Linked DNA regions of Ovis aries: region 1 is linked to region 2. The links are chromatin contacts, called in public Hi-C maps. All regions are on one chromosome and are shown on one strand. The core of a region is the stretch at or near the end of the contact, and the rest is flanking DNA. Distances in the headings are between cores, read along the strand shown. Region 1 has its middle 130 kb from the start of TRNAC-ACA. Region 2 has its middle 100 kb from the start of TRNAS-GGA.

What was found. A called contact is a pair of places that touch in the nucleus more often than the background predicts.
Region 1: a Hi-C map of liver shows a contact between it and region 2, with 7 times the contacts expected there. The contact joins two enhancer-like sites. A contact is called at or near these places in 2 of 16 Hi-C or Micro-C datasets (liver and mixed tissues).

What each region holds. Positions count from the first base shown.
Region 1 is chr6:111,003,271-111,008,748 of ARS-UI_Ramb_v3.0, reverse strand. No RefSeq gene overlaps it. Among named protein-coding and RNA genes, the nearest start is that of TRNAC-ACA, 130 kb to the left of the region's middle. Within about 2 kb of position 1,373, at least 5 of the 54 cell types and tissues checked have an H3K27ac peak or open chromatin away from gene starts, as enhancers often do. A contact at or near this core is called in liver, where this site is marked.
Region 2 is chr6:110,621,271-110,626,513 of ARS-UI_Ramb_v3.0, reverse strand. No RefSeq gene overlaps it. Among named protein-coding and RNA genes, the nearest start is that of TRNAS-GGA, 100 kb to the right of the region's middle. Within about 2 kb of position 1,978, at least 5 of the 54 cell types and tissues checked have an H3K27ac peak or open chromatin away from gene starts, as enhancers often do. A contact at or near this core is called in liver, where this site is marked.

The DNA of each region.
Region 1 (5,478 bases), core at 124-2,623, 380 kb before region 2:
CCCAAGTCTCCTGCATTGCAGGTGGATTCTTTACCGTCTGAGACACCAGGGAAGCACAAATACCTACTACTTAAATTCTTTTTATTGCTAAACTCTCTGTGGTGCATCCATAATACTGTTTACAAATTTGCTTAACCATGCTGGAGGGGGAGGGGAGGCTGTTATTAACCCTGTTTTATAGATGAGGAAACTGAGGCTCAGAGAGGCCCAGTGAACCCATCACTCTGTGAGCAAGGGCAGGGCTGTGAGTCAGAGTTCAAAGCCCCTGCTTTGAATCATTACACCATCCAGTGTGGATCTGTGCTCTCTGCTTTCAACTGAAACTCTAAGTCAGGAAGGAAGGCACGCTTCCTAAGAGTGAGACCTTAGGCAGGGTCTGTGAGTAGGGCTGTATCTTATTCATGTGGGATTATGCCGTCTCCCCACAGCAGATACCCAGGAAGAATGTGCTCAGGAAATATGATAATTAGGGCTTAAAAAAGGAAAATGGAGAGAAACAAAGGGAGAGACACACGTCCCTGTCTTTAGCTTTTCCAGTATGTTCCCTGGCTCCAGGGAAGTAGGCCACGGGCCCTCTAATTCCTCATCTCCCACCTCGGTTCCCATTGCCTTCCCAAGGACCACGCCCACACCCAGTGCAATCAAACCCATGGATGCAGGTTGACCAGGGGCCAGCAGGGGGAGAACCTGCCCTAGGCTCCTCCACGGTTGAATGGAAACCTCTCTTCTCTAGGAAACGGAAATTTCTGTTTTAAGCTGTCCAGGTTTTTTCTTGATCATTTCCTGGGACTGAATAATGTCTCTGGAGATGCTATGTTATTTTAATGATACAGCTGTCACTTGTTGAACATTTCCTGTGAGCCAGGATCATTGTTAAAATATTTTACAATCAGCATTTAAAACCTGATTTATCTGATATCAGAGATCCATGTTTCACCTCAGACCTGCACCCACAGTCCCGGGGTTTATGAGGATCTGTGAATCGCCCCAGAATTGTACCTGGTTTATGAATGTGTGTATATCTGTGTGCTTATGTGCGTATGTGTGTATACACAGGCTTGTGCGCTTTTATTTTTATTTCTTCCTGGGGAGAGGAGCCTTAGCCCTCATGAGAGTCTTGGAGAGGTGAAAAGCCCAATAAAACCTAGGGATCACTTTAGGAGGAGAGGGTTAAGAGAAAGCTTCCCAGCTGATATGAGAGAGAGATGAAACCACTCATTGTTCTTAAGCCTTTGACGCTATGACTGAATGGGATGGAGTTCAGGCAAGCGTGTAACAGCCAAGAACATTGATCAATGAAGGATGGATTACAAACCCTTAAATCTGTGTTATCTACACTAGGTTGGAATAGAATGAAACAACCTGTCCTGGTGAGATTGTGAAACCAGTTTTGTAATCAGAGGAAGCGCCTAGAACACAGTGGGGGTGGGTGCAGGGAAGGAGAGACAAGACAAAGTATGCATTTGTTTTAGAAACAGCAGAGAGCAGGGAAGTAGGAAAAAAGGTCAAGATTATTCCAGGAGCATAATCCGTTTCTTGGATAGCACTATAGAGTTTACGAAGTTCCTTCAGGTACATGATGTGCGTGCTCAGTCATGTTGACTCTTTACAACCCTGTGGGCTGTAGCCTGCCCCCAGGCAAGAATACTGGAGTGGGTTGCCATTTCCTCCAAGGGATCTTCCCCACCCAGGATCTGAACCTGAGTCTTCTGTGTCTCCTGCACTGGCAGGCAGATTCTTTACCAACTGCGCCACCTCAGGCATATCCTCGAAATGGCTCTGTGGAGTCAGAAGATGGATTATCTGCTTTTGATTTATGAAGAAATGGAAGCTCAGAGGGGTTAAGTCATCTTCCCAAGGTCACACAGCTAGCAAGCAGTCATGGTCTTATAACAGTTGCTAGCTGGATTTTCCACCCTGCCAATATGAGATATTGAAGTAAGAAAGGTATTCACTGCCAAACTGTTTCTAATTTGTGACCAAATAAAAGTAACCCTTGGACATCAGGTTGGTTTCAAAGTCAAGCTTTTAAATGTTGCAATACATTGGAGGGGCATAGCTTAGTGATAAAGAGCTTGGGCTCTGGAGTGGACTGCTTGGCCCCATCTAGCCATCTGGAGAGGCAGTGCAGTCTTCAGGATGTACTACTTGCAAAACAGTTAATAACCTAAGTAACACTCAGGCAGGGGAAGGAGAAACAGGTGATAGAATTCTGAGCTGAGTGGCACGATTTCTCAGAAGGCACCAGGCAGGGCTGAGCATCTGGTGGACCACTGTGGTCACCATGGCAACACCCTCCATCAGCTTTCCTTCCTCCCCTGTCTCTGCCCCCTCCCTCCGTCTATCTGGGATGACTACAGAGTTCAGATCTTTCTAGCCAAGGAAGTGTCCAGATAGGTTCAAACGCACAAGAAATTTTGGGGAAGAAATGCCTGTTTTGGGAAAACAGGAGGAGCAGAAGCAGGCAGAGAACCTTAAAACAGAGATGCAGACTTGCCCCTAGGGAGGAGAAGGGAAGGACGGAGGGCTGGCTAGGAAGATTCTAGGTCTGCAGTGCAGGCTTACACAGCTCTGATCAGGCAGATGGGGAGTCCATGAGCCAAAGTCATTCAACTTAGGAGTCTTGGGTCACACTGTAAAGGTCTCTTAGAGGATGCCGCTGTGTTCATCCTCTCGCTGGTGAAAGTGTGGCCTCACCATGGACCCAGAGGCAGATCCCAAAGGGTGGGCCTGGGGCTGCCAATCCATCAGGCGCCTATCCAGAGGAGATCCAAGTGGTCCTTTTCTTAGATTTCCTTATTTCCAGGTTTCATTCTGGAGACACACTGAGACATAGCTCACTAATTCATTGACGCATGGAGGAATCAAAATAAGGTTTAAGGACAGCCCCCACAAAACGAGAATAACTCCTGTGCGTGGCCTTCCAGTACCTGTAAACTTATCCTCCCAAAGGGCCCAGGTGCTCACCACATCACATGGGAGTCTTGGGAAAAGACCAAGAACAAGATGAGACTGAGTGGAAAATGGAGAGAGGCTGACTCTGCTGAGTGACCTGTGTCCCTGGGAGCAGCAGGGAACAGTGGAGAGAGGTCTTCTTAAGAGCTCCGAAGGCAGCTTCTGCTGCCAGCTCTGCTCTTGACCTCTGCATGGTAAGATTGGGACTATTTGGCCAAGATGGGACCACAGAAAGGGAAAATCCAGCTCCAGATGAGGGATGGAACTCTGGCAATATGCCAGGGGGTGGCAAAACCATGGATCCAATTTTCAGGCATGGTCAGTAATAATAAAATGCTCAGTGAAGGCAAGGTGTGGAGCTGGTAGAAGGTGCCAGAGAACCTGGAAGAAGAAATTCTAAGAATGTATGAGTGGTTGGTTGCTTCTGCTGGAAATGCATAGCCTAAAGACAAGGAAGCCCTCCCTAAGTACCTCTCTTTCTTTTTAGTAGCTAAGTCCTGCCTGACTCTTGTGACCCCATGGACTGTAGCCTGCTAGGCTCTTCTTTCCGTGTGATTTTCCAGGCAAGAATACTGGAGTGGGTTGCCATTTCCTTCCCTAGAGGATCTTCCCAACCCAGGAATGGAACCTAGGTCTCCTGCATTGCAGGCAGATTCTTTACGAACTGAGCTATCAGGGAGGATTAATACCAGTCATCCCTCCCACATACCAAAATCCAAGGATGCTTAAGTGCATTATATAAAATACTGTAGTATTTGCCTATGATAGATGGGCAGCCTCCCGTATAGTATACTTTAAATCATCTCTCGGTTACTCAAAATACTTACAATACCTAATACAATGTAAATGCTATGTAAATAAGTTGTAAATATAATGCAAATGGTATGTAAGTAGCTGCCAGTGGGTATGTAGTAAATACAAGTCTTTGGAACTTTAGTTTTTGTTTTTCCAGTTATTTTTGATCTGTAGTTGGTTGAAGCAGGGTGGGGGGGAGTGCAGAACCTTTGGATTCAGAGGTCCAACTGTATTCAGTACATCATTCTAAATTCCTGGCTTAAGGCCTAAAACCATCAACTGGGCTAAAGGCTCTGTTATCTTTTGGAGCTGCAGGCCAGAAGCAGTCAGAAACCAAACCCAGGCCTGGTCTTGCTAAATGGTTAAGGACAGGCCTGTCGTCTCCAGACCTAAAGATCTTGATGACATACTTCCAGCAGTACTTAAGTGGGTTGCCGTTTCTGGTGACTTGAGGAATCCCATGGACAGTTACCCAAAGCTCTCTGCAGTTAAGACCTCTTTGGCTGGTGTAATGGTGGTGAGGATTGGTGTGGCTGGCTACCTCAAGCTCCCAGATTGTATTAAGAAGAGGAGGTTATCTGTCCCCATCATCGTCTGTACCTTCCCAGCACACATCCCTCCCATCGTCCCGGCCGGTGCTGAAGTCACGTGATCACAGATGCCATCACTGAATGCCTTCTTCTTAGCAACAGAAATCTGCTTCTTACACATAGTTCTGAAAAGATAAGGTAAAGAAATGTCACATTCTGAGAAAGACAGTCCAGAAAACAAAGGCACCAAGCTAACCTCAATCTACACTGCATCTCTCAAAAAATATTAAAGAAATCTCATCTTTATGTGACCACAGTATTGTAAATTATTTCCTTCCATTCCTCTTGTTCCTAAAACTGTCTGGAGAGTTCATTTCCATCTGCTCCAGCACAATCCGTGTCTTCCAAATTATCTTTTCCTTCTTCTCCCTCTTTCTTTTTGCCCCTCTCTCCCTGTCCCAGAGTTAACCTTGGCTTTTCCTGGGGTAGATAATTCGCTTCTACTTTTCTGCTTCTCCTTACAACTTAACTATAAAATAACTCAACTATAAAGTATAGCTGAAGACTATGGAGAGATTAGTGGCTGGAGGGAGAAGGAAAATTCCCCTAGGCATTGCCATATTTTCCTGAGTGGAGAATGCAATGGGAAAATGAGAATCATAATTAGGGCACCTTTTGCACACGGCTTAAAAAAAACATGGTTTAACAAAGGTGAATTCTGTCCTGACATTTAGCTTTGCTAAATCTTGTCTCATCATTAAAAAAAATGGGGATCCCCAAACTTCCCTTTCATTTGGTATGAACATTAAATGAGATAACATGCGCTTGTCAGGTATGCAGCGTAATACTTGGTACGTGGTCAACAGATGGGAACTGTTACAGAAAGCAGACAACCTCCTTTTGAGCTGTACTTCATGCAAGTGTTGATCATGTGTGTATTCTCTCTCTTCCCAACATTTTATCTAAATTTAAAACAAGACATCAAGAAAAGTTTTAAAATTATAGTGAATACCTGCTGTATACATATCACCTATATTCTACAATTAACATTTTACAAACAAAGCTATTGGAGGTGATGGAATTCCAGCTGAGCTATTTCAAATCCTGAAAGATGATGCTGTGAAAGTGCTGCACTCAATATGCCAGCACATTTGGAAAACTCAGCAGTGGCCACAGGACTGGGAAAAGTCAGTTTTCA
Region 2 (5,243 bases), core at 729-3,228:
TTGAGCCTATCTTTGCATGAAATGTTCCCTTGGTATTTCTAATTTTCCTGAAGAGATCTCTAGTCTTTCCCATTCTATTGTTTTTCTCTATTTCTTTGCACTGATCACTGAGGAAGGCTTTCTTATCTTTCCTTGCTATTCTTTGGAACTCTGCATTCAAATGTGTATATCTTTCCTTTTCTCCTTTGCTTTTCACTTCTCTTCTTTTCACGCTATTTGTAACACAGAAAACAAAAAAAAGTGATGTTACGGAGGCTTAAATTATTCTGATTAGTCTGGTAGCTACTTCCATTTTCACTTTGCTTTGTAGGCAAAAACGTTTTTCTTGTTTTAAATGTTTCGATGATGGAGTCACTTAGAATGATCATTATCCTAACCCTTAATATATTCACATTTTAAAACATGAAATTCAAATAGAAATAAAACCCTAAATGTATTTGAAACTCGCTGATACCTTCTTTTTTCCATAGGACAAATCCATTGCCTTTCATATTTATTTTTATTGCATGGTAAATCAATGGGGAACAATAAAAACCCAGAAGCCTGAATATCAGGAAGAAAAGGAGACTCGGTAGCAACTTGTTGGTAACGTTTTGAAGTACTTATTTTTTCCGAGCCACAAAAGCAATGTCTGTCAGCAACTTTTTTCTGTTTAATAACGGAGAAGAAGGTCTTCTCTAAGAGGTGGCCCAGGGGTTGGTGATATGGCAGTACCTTCTCAGAACTTTATCACCACTTTATCTTCACAGTTTTTATTTTTGTTTGTTTGTTTTTAATTTTTTGATCTCACAGTATATTGGAACTCAGTTCCCTGACTGGGGATAGAACCTGTGCCCCCTGAGTTGGAAGCATGGAGTCTTAACCGCTGGACCATGAAGGAAGTCCCCAGTAGTTCTTGTTTTTGTCAATATTTGTTCCTCTTCCCTCCCTGGATCTTTGTTAGAAGTGTGAGTCATTTGGACAGGTAAGTCTGCGTTTACTATCTATACGTCTGTTTCCAACCCATTTTTCCCTTCATCAAGCTCATCCAGCCTCCCCAGCACCACTGGCTTCTCTCTGCCCAGCCGCTAGAACTCACCGTTCCCTTGCCTGATTTACTCATTAGGCTGTAAGCTGCTTATTGGCAGGGACTATGCCCTACTCTTCATGTTCTGAACAGCCAACAGGGAGCCTAGAATATAGGCTTAGATAAACGTTCCTGCGTACGTGGGTAAAGCTAAACCAAACTACTTAATTACACAGAGGACGCACTCTGTTTCAAGCATGAAGCAGCTGTATGTAATCCTCGTAAAAAATAAGCCAACAGCTCCATTACAATCTACACTCACACAGGCATGAGATGGAGGTGCAGTGGTCATCATAGATCTTCTGGCTTTAGAGCAGAGGCTGTTGAAAGCTGTTTCTCCCAACACTTTCCTCCCAGACACCCTGGGGGTGATGATGGTAGAAAGTCCCCCTAAAGACCCCACATCCCACCAGGGCAAGAGAGGGCAGTGCTTGAGCACAGGTCTGACAGAGATCTTCCCCGAGTTCACCTTGACCGGCCTCATGAGCATGTGAGGGTGCTGGGCATCCATCCAGACCCTTGGCTGTCAAGCCGCCTGGTGCCCCCACGGACCCTGCGATCAGGGCCCTTCACACAGGACCCTTCACACAGGCTGGCCCTCCGGCCTTCCTTGGACACTTGTCTTGAGCCCCATGACTTCTTCTCCGTGAGCTCCCTCTCTCTCTGCTTTCTTCCCACGTCTACTTGGCTGCCCTCTGCCCTCTTGGCTTTGTTTTCCGCTCCAGCTGCTCTGGCTCTTTCTCTGGCTGAGCCTGACCTTGCACAGCCAGCCCACACCCTGATCCTTCTGTCCCTGGCAGCTTCGGACAAAACTCCTGCTTGACCAAACTCCAACCCCCAGCGCCCACGTGGCCCCTAAGGCTGGATTCCTCCAGTGCTTTTCACATGGCTGAGCAGGTAAATTGTGTGGTGGGTTATACAGCTCTAGCTCCAGAGTGGGAGACAGGGGCTAGAAAGTCTTTGGTATTAGACTTGGGCTGATCTCCCAGCCTCACCTGTCACCTACTTCTTGGTTCCCCCAAAACTCCTATTCTCCCTTGTCTGAGGGACTTCACACATGAGATTCCCCCTTCCAGGGAGACTCCCCACCCCTGCCCTCCACCACTCTGACTCCGGCTCGTTCTTTGAGCCTCTTTGATGTCACCCCCCTTGGGGAGCCCGCATTGCTGTGTCCCCTCAACCCTGGCCTGAATCACGTAGGTGCCGTTTCTTCCTTCTCCTTTGTCACCCAGCACCTCTCCATCACCTCCATGAGAGCTGGCGTGCCTCACTGAGCAGCACACTTTAGAGAACTTTGTAAGAATTTGCTCAACTGATTCTCCCTGCCAACACTGAGACAGATACCATTTAAAACAACTTTTTTAACATTCTTAATACAATTGTCAGAGGTTATTTTCCATTTACATTTTTCACAAGCTATTGGCTATCTTCCCCATGCTGTACAGTAAGTACATCCTTGTAGTCTATCTTACACCCAACAGTTTGGAAATTCTACTCCTTCCAACCACGGGTGACCACTAGTTTCTTCTCTATATCTGAGTCTGCTTCTTGTTCATTTATTTATTTTAAACTATTTTTGTCTCTGTTTCACAGATGAGAGAAATTAAAGAATGTGTATAAGGCTACACAGGCAATTAGGTGCCATCAGTGGTCGAATCCAGGCCGTCTTGCTCTGGAGCCTCTTGGTATCATTATTCTTCCCTTCCTCTTCTGTGTGGCATTTCTCACATCACATGGCACTGTCTGATCACCCCTGTTTTATTCACAGCTGCATCCTAGCGTGAAGCACATATCCTGACAAAAAATAAGCTCAGTTAATACTTTTCTGTGCAATGCGTGCCTGAATTCTGCTCCTTAATATTGTGTGTCTCCCAAATTCAAATAATGCATTCCTGATTCTTGATCTGATGAGATCAAATGTGACAGAAAAGCAAGGATGACCAGCTGATGGGTGTGTGGTCTTTGGTCCCTTAACGATCTCTATGTTAATCAATTTTATTTGATAGGAACAATTGGAGTCAAAAGGAAAGGGCTGTTTATCTCTGCCCCACATTTTACACAGTCAGATGGAGTCAGAGTATTTAAGTGACTGATCCAAGGTCACACATGGAGCCGGTGACAAACAGGATGCCAGGTTGGCTGACTTCCAGTCCTGTGTCCTTTCTCTGCACCTGGTCAAACAGAAACGACTATCACATGAGGGCATGCAGGTAAAACAAACAGCAAGCCTGCAACTGGCTTGATTCTGACTGCAAACAGCACAAAGCTCCAGTGCTCCCTGGGATGGTGATCAGCCCAGAGTAAACACAGGGCATCTGATAGGGAGGCACGATTGGCCCAGAAAAGGCTGAGACTCTGCAAAGCTCTAAGCGTGTTTTGCTTCCAGCTCAGTCTATTGCTGTGCGACCCTGAGTGCGTTCCTTTACTTCTCTGGTCTCCAGTCCCTTCCGTAGAACTGAATGTTTGCAACCCCCCTCGAATTCCATGTTGGAGCCCTAACCCAGAATGTGATGATATGTGGCGTAGGCCTTTGGGAGGTAATTAGGTTCATGAGGTCATGAGCTAGGGGCCCCGTCATTGGATTAGTATCCTCGTAAAAAAAAAAAAAAAAAAGAAAGAAAGAAAGAAAGAAAAACAGCATCTGTTAGCCAGGAAGTGGCTGCTCACCAGGAGCAGAAACTGCCCCTTGATTTTGGACTTCCGGCCTCTAAAACTGTGAGAATGAATGTCTGTGGCTTAAGACCCTCGGTCGCTGGGATTTTCTGACAGCAGCCCCAGCTGATTAAGATGAAGGGTATTGTGAGCTTGATCTTGATGGCTCCGTCTGGCTCTGCAGTTCTAACATTCTTTCTCAAGGTCCCCTCTGCTGCTGGCTGAGTTCTCTCCTGCCACTCTGCTGTCCACCAGCCACTCCTCCCCTCCTGAAGGCTTTCTCCAGCCCCTCATCATTAATCAGAATCATCTGCCAATGCAGAGGTTGAGAGCATATCTCAGCTTACAGGTGTCTGAAGAAGCAGCAGTGCCTTTGGGCCAAATCCAGATACTTCTCTTTAATTTATGTGACTTCGAGCAGCTTCTTCTCTTAGCCTCCATCTGCAAAGTTCATTTAATAATACTTACAGGGCAAAGGTCACTGGAATGATTAAGTGGAATTAAACATGTCCAGTACCCACATATTGCCATGTGTTTCCTAACAGTTTGGGGCTTCCCTCATAGCTCAGTCGGTAAATAATCTGCCTGCCATGCAGGAGACCCAGGTTTGATTCCTGGGTTGGGAAGATCCCCTGGAGAAGGGAATCACAGCCCACTCCAGTATTCTTGCCTGGAGAATCCCATGGACAGAGGAGCCTGGCAGGCTACAGTCCACGGAGTTGCAAGAGTTGGACATGACTGAGCGACTAAAGAGAGAGAGAGAGGAGAGTGCCCATGTAGATGGGGGGTCTGAAGCATTTTTCTGGAAAAAATTCTATAGTAAGTAATTTGCCCTTGCAGGGGACTATGGTCTCTCAGCTTTTCATTGTAGGGTGAATATGACCATGGACAGTGTGTAAACAAATGGGCATGACTATGTTTCAATAAAACTTTATTTATAAAAGCAGGTGGCAGACTGGATTTGCATTCCTGCCCCGCAGCTGCATGCTTTTCTGTTCTATAAAGTAGATTATGATTCTCATTACTTTTTTGTTGAAACATACTTTAGGCTATTTTGCACTGGGTCTCTGTCTTTCTCTGGGGCTTCCTTCCCCTTCTGGCCTCACCCTTCTTTCCCAGATTATAGGCACCTTGACAACAAGACGAGATGTTCTCATTGATGTCTCTTCACCTAGATTTTCAATCACAAGCACTCTTAGAAGTGCTGTGTTGTTGAAATGGAATGAAAAGGAATCCTCCCACTCTGATTCCAGGCCTAGAGTCCAGCATCTCAAGGCCCCCAAACACAACTGGAGAAGACATCGTTTCTCAGGACCTATGGGGCCTGAAGACAGGGTGGACTTTGCTTTCTAAAGAGATGCTGTGCTTTGAGTTCAGTGACTCCCCCCAGCTGCACGCTGGCGAGGTGGCCAGCGGTGGAGTGGGTGTGGAGGCCCCGGCAGAGGTTTCCTGTCCTCCCAGCCGCACCTCGGGCTCCACTGATAGGGGACCTGTTGTTCCTTGTCCATTGTGTGTTGCTAAGGGT